Linked DNA regions of Rattus norvegicus: region 1 is linked to region 2. The links are chromatin contacts, called in public Hi-C maps. All regions are on one chromosome and are shown on one strand. The core of a region is the stretch at or near the end of the contact, and the rest is flanking DNA. Distances in the headings are between cores, read along the strand shown. Region 1 has its middle 410 kb from the start of Vps13c. Region 2 has its middle 190 kb from the start of Vps13c.

What was found. Hi-C and Micro-C count contacts between places; a contact is called where the count stands out from the background.
Region 1: a Hi-C map of psoas muscle shows a contact between it and region 2, with 2.7 times the contacts expected there. The contact joins two enhancer-like sites. A contact is called at or near these places in 2 of 12 Hi-C or Micro-C datasets (mammary epithelial cells and psoas muscle).

What each region holds. Positions count from the first base shown.
Region 1 is chr8:77,769,112-77,771,817 of GRCr8, reverse strand. No RefSeq gene overlaps it. Among named protein-coding and RNA genes, the nearest start is that of Vps13c, 410 kb to the right of the region's middle. Within about 2 kb of position 1,372, at least 2 of the 93 cell types and tissues checked have an H3K27ac peak or open chromatin away from gene starts, as enhancers often do.
Region 2 is chr8:77,550,184-77,553,068 of GRCr8, reverse strand. No RefSeq gene overlaps it. Among named protein-coding and RNA genes, the nearest start is that of Vps13c, 190 kb to the right of the region's middle. Within about 2 kb of position 1,633, at least 9 of the 93 cell types and tissues checked have an H3K27ac peak or open chromatin away from gene starts, as enhancers often do.

The DNA.
Region 1 (2,706 bases), core at 123-2,622, 220 kb before region 2:
GTGTGTGTGTGTGTCTCTGTGTGTGTGTGGTATGTGTGTGTGTCTGTGTGTGTATGTGGTGTTTGTGGTGTGTGTGTGTGTGTGTGTGTGTGTGTGTGTGTGTGTGTATAAAACACCCATACACATCAAGTAATACAATAATAACTAAAAGTAAGATAAAGCTCACAGGACAGTTTGTAGTGCATAACACTGCATTATGACCCAGGCCCTCAAAAGAAGCTATATCATTCCCTTATGTGTATACCACCCACTGCTGGGTCCCCTAAGAAATGTTTAAATTAAGGCATATCAGAAGTCAGTTCCTGGGGTCTTCCACACTCAATGACAATTCACCAAGGCAGCTTTTTCACAAACACTGACCCTAATATTCTGACTTGATTATGGACATTGTTTTACAAAGGTTTCTACCTCTCCCCCATCCCAATTCTGAAAAGCCCCCATTATTATGAATCTCACGTGCCCTTCAATGTTACTTGTGTTCAATCCTGACTAGGAAGGCCTAGGCGCTTTGTGGGCTAAAACATCAAAAGCAAACTCATATTTATGCAAATATAAATTAAAATCCTCTTTGCTTTATTAGACTTTCCATCCTAAAAACATATACATAATTCATGATGGGGGATAAAGGGAGATTATTAGCTGTAGGGCCACGGACCAACTTTTTAATAGTGAAGAGAGTGTGGTGAAAGCTGATTTTTTTAAACTTTTAATTTTCTAATGAGTCAAAAGAACAAGACAAACTCAAAGAGACCATGTCAGTGTGGTCTTTCTTCCCCTTCCTCAACTTTGGAAGCAGAGAGAGTCAAAGCGACATTTATCTTTTAAACCTTGTGAAATGACCACACATTTAATGAACTAAAATGTCAAAAACGTGAAACGTTTAAGGAATCTTGATCTTTTGTTAAACACACAAGGTGATGTGCAAAAAGAAAAAAGGAAGACAGTAGTTATTCGTGTTCATAACCTTATCTTTCTACAAGGAAAAATGTAAAAAGGTCGGGATGTGGGATGGCCAGGTTGGGGCTGGCCCACCCTCCCACTTTGTCCAAGGACAAGATCCACCTTGAGGAACTAAGACCTTGAACCAGCCAAAGGGAATGGTCACTGTGAAGCCCCGCTCTTCTTTCTCCTGGACATCAGCGCACACCTAATGAATTCTCTCCTGCACCATGGGGCCCAGACGGCGGTCGGAAACCTGACTGCACCTGCCGCATCTCCCTTCAGATCACGTTGCTGTTATGAAAAATAGTTTGCTATTTTGGAACCCCCTGGCAGCTAGAGTGAATCGCCGAGGGCCCCAAGCTCGTTTATCTTGTGTCAGAAGCAAAGCCAAATGAACGCCACCTCGCCCGGCACCTGAAGAATGGGAAGGCGCTTGGTGAGAGTAAAAATAACCAAGGGCCAGGGAAACGATGCGGAGCAGAGCTAACTAAATAGGGCTGCTCACAACATACCCCACTTTTTTTTTGGTAGCCCAGGCTAGCCTCCAACTCTTTATGTAGCTAGAATGACCTTGAACTTATGACCCATTTTCATCTCCATAATGCTGTGAATCCATAAGGTTCTAAAGGCACATTCCACCACTATCCTCTAAGCCCTGCTGGGAATCAAACCTTGTGCTTAAGGGGTAAGCATTCCATCGACTGAGCTACAACCTCAGCCTCAACTTTTCTCAGTTAATTTTAGAAGGGAGAGGATTCTGCCATGAAAGGTTTGGGCTTGGAGTGGGAGGCTGTCCCTGACCAGATTCATACAGTTTTGGAAAACTGTGGTGCCCATTAAAACTAACTGGGACTTCCAGGTGTGCTGAGGAGACTTTACCAGACTCTACTCACCTACAGATGGACCAGAGACATTCCTCAGGCGCTCACAGTTCAATGCACCCAACATCACCTTCCTTTTTCTTCTAGCCACCAAAGGGCTGAAGCTAAAGTCACGGACTGAGGCTGACTTAAAACTCTTACGTATGCTAACAGTCAAAAGAGAAAGAAGGAGAGAGACTGAGAAAGAAAGAGCCCATGGAGCAGCTGGGAGATAGTGAGTGAAGCAGAACCACTTCAAATGCCATTTATTTACATTGTGCATGTGGGGGGTGCGTTGCGTGTCCGTGTGTGCGTGCGTGTGTGTGTTTGCCTGCTGAGCCATCATGCCAGTCCAGGAATTTTGAAATCCAACTGTACAAATTAACAGGCTCCAGTGTGAGGCTTTTGGGCATGTGCCCCACACAGAGATTGTGGTGCTGGTTATTTATGGGTGGACAACGAGAGGCAGAAGAGGAAGATCAGAAAGGGTGAAAGTTAGCCCACCCTGTGCAGGGAGCAAGGCCACCTACCTGAGGTGCCAGTGACCTCCATGGACAGGCGATTGAGCTTTTCCTGTGCATGAAAGATCCACGTGTGGGCTAGAACAAAAACAAACAGAAACAAAAAGCAGAACAAACAAACAAAAAAACCTCTGTCCAAACAGAGCAAATGATTATACGCAGACACGATGTGCTTTGTAGACAGAAAGTCAACTATGCAACCTATGGAACCTGACCAGACTGCAAATCCTGGAACCACAGTGGCATGGCACCCAGATGAGGCAGTTTCAAGCACTGTGTGGGTTTTATCTGATACCAATCGCTCGTGGGAACTATCCTCCTGGAGGAACATCCCTTTATACCAGTATCTAATGCTTATCTTTGGCAGGGTGCCTACCATACTC
Region 2 (2,885 bases), core at 384-2,883:
CACCTGCTAATGGGCTATGTGGTACGTTTGATTTTCACCTGTCAAGCATCCTCAGTACAACCCCTCCTACTTCTTCAGAATCCAGCAGTCCTTCGCCGCCCTACCTCCTCACACCAAAACTAAGAGTGTTCACAAAGTCCAGGGCCGAGTCTCCCTTGCCCCATTCTGCTCCCTTTGAACTGAGCTGCAGGCCCTCCCAGTCCTGAGACAAAGTGTCAGCCAGAAACTTAAGTTGCTGTGCCATCGTGTGGCTAATGAAAGGACAGCATGCTCGGTACAGAGCTAAAGAGGGGAGACAATGAGACATCCAACCAGACAGTTAAAGTCCCTAAGAGACATGGGCACCTCCTCAAAGGCTGTCTAGGTGTCAATTGGACTTGGAATGCCCCAGATTTATACATGGGACACGAACATCCTGGATTTCTGGGTGCTTTTGTTTTGTAAAACTGTGTGATTAGAAGCCGTCCTCGAGTATGCCCAGCACATGCCTCCTCGAAGGGCACTCCAACCCACCCAAACAAGCCGTGTTCCATTTTATGAAGAGCATTAGGAAGGAGGGGCGAGGTTTCCTGAGAGCCCCATGCTGGAGCTTGAAGGTCATAGGGTCAGGTTTTCTCTAAAGTCAAACCCAAGTTCCTACTTCAGTAAAGGACTGTAGGAAACAGTCATGAGCCGTGCCTCTTGATCAGGTGACCTGAGATCAAGTCTTAAACTTCAGCACACCCTCGCTCTGGGTCTCATCATCCTCTCTGTGAAGTGGGAGAGCCAGGAGTCATGATCCCTGCCTGTGCTTCAAAGGCAGCAGAAGCAAAGGGTCTAACATGTGCAGGAGCACAGTGGGGTCTTTAGAGTCAGCGGGAATGGGACAGGACACCCCATGGTGCCTGTCAAATGTTTCAGTGTCAGACATGATTCACGTCCGGCAGTCGTTCAAAGTCAGGGCCCTGAAAACCAGAGCAGGAGAAAGCAGAAGGGGCACGCCTGAGTTAGGGGGAGCAGGACACCTCACAACCACCTTCAGGTTGGAGTAGGAGAGCCTGGTACAGTGTGACTATCCCAGCCAATGGCCAGCCAGTTACAATTCAACAGGGACTTAGGCATCATCAGCTCTGAGCTTACTAAAGCTCTACCTTCAAATAAACCCACTATTTCGACCATAAAGATGTATGTTCTGGGCAGGGTGGATACTTCCCCTTCAGGAAATGTCCCCAAATCCCAGTGTTCATCATAATTCATCCCCAAAGCACCATTTCAAAAGGAAATGAGACTGTAGCAGGAAGGCCGGTTCTAAAGGCCGGAAGTGGATGGAGGACTAGTAGGGGAGGACTAGTATAAGCAGGAGTGGAGCTGAGGGAGGGTGGGGACCAGAGATGGAAGAGACAATGCAAACTGTATGTTACTTTGTACCCTACATTTACAAATAAATTAAAAACGCCAATGTCCTGACCTCAGATCCCGGCAAAGTAGGGATGCCACAGTCCTGATTCTTTCCAGGAAATCTTGAGAGCTACTTCCGAGGAAGCCTGCACCCCAGGATGCCACCCAAATCCCCCTGAGATGCCAGGACCTGTCCTGTAGGTCTGGGTATCAGATCTTCTTCAGAGAGCACGCACAGTTGGTGGCGTGTGCCCTCTAGTGGAGTATCAGGGAAAGACAGTTCGGAGTGGACAAAGAAAAGCACCAAAACAACTCAGGCCCTGTGGGGTTTCCTTCCAGGTTTCTTCCCCTCCCTGCGCCCCCGCCATCCCCACCCCCCAACCCCGGACTGCAGGGCCCCTGCACAAGGCTGCTTCCACGTTGGCTGGTGGCGCAGGCTGCGGGGGCCTTGGACAGTCCGGGCCAGGAAATGACCTTGGATGTGTAACAAGTTGCAGAAACCTTGGAAAATTTTCCGAGCAGCAGCTCGTTCCAACCTCCAAGAAAAACAATATAGTTTGATGCTTTGGGAAGTCTTTCTCCCTTGATGTGTTCCACACGTGGTTCTCCTAGATCCTGGAATTTCCGAGGCTGGGCAGCAAAGTCAGGCAGAACTTCCCCAAAAGGATGTCTAAAACCCAAAACAAATAGTGTCTTTTTTTAAGTGTCTCGTTTCATTTGCAAAATGCTTGGTCCCTTCAAAATATAAAATCCTTTTTTTATTAGTTCCTTTTTAAAAATCCATTCTGTAATACATACAGTGGATTCCAGAAATCCCTCAAGAAGATGTGTGTGATCAGGAAGGGGCCTACACTTGCATGTAGAAGGTGCCGGTTAAAACAGAATTATCGGAATCAAAGAGATTGGTAAGGATCTGAGTTTGGACTCAGCACCCATTAAAAGGCCAGGCACATCCGTTGCTCACCTGTAATCCCAGCTCTGGCAGAAGGCGCTCTAAACCCATCTGGTCAGTCAGTGTAGCTCAACCTGTGAGCTCTGGGTTCACTAAGAGGCCCTGTCTCTAAAAGGAGGGACCAGAGACTAAAGGAAGACACCAACATTGATCTCTGGTCTCTACATGCACCACACATGGGCACACACACAAACAAATACACACACATACACGGGAGCGGGTGGAATCGTTTGAAGCAGCATGTGAGGGTTCTTATCATTTGTTTTTAACATGCCTGTTGCAAGTAGTTTATTTGGCCTTTTGGATACCAATACAACATAGTAACTGTAATTACAATATTTAAACGTAGCTCTTTAACATGAATGCTGGGTCAAATATTTACAAACACAAAGAGTACTAGCACTTAGTTACTATAACTTAGTTACTAGCTACCCTCTACTTGGTTCATTACCCCCCCCCAATACTGTACACATAGTATCATTTACCTCTAAGGACAAATCAGGTATTATTATTATTATTATTATTATTATTATTTTATCTTTACTATTAAGGCTGA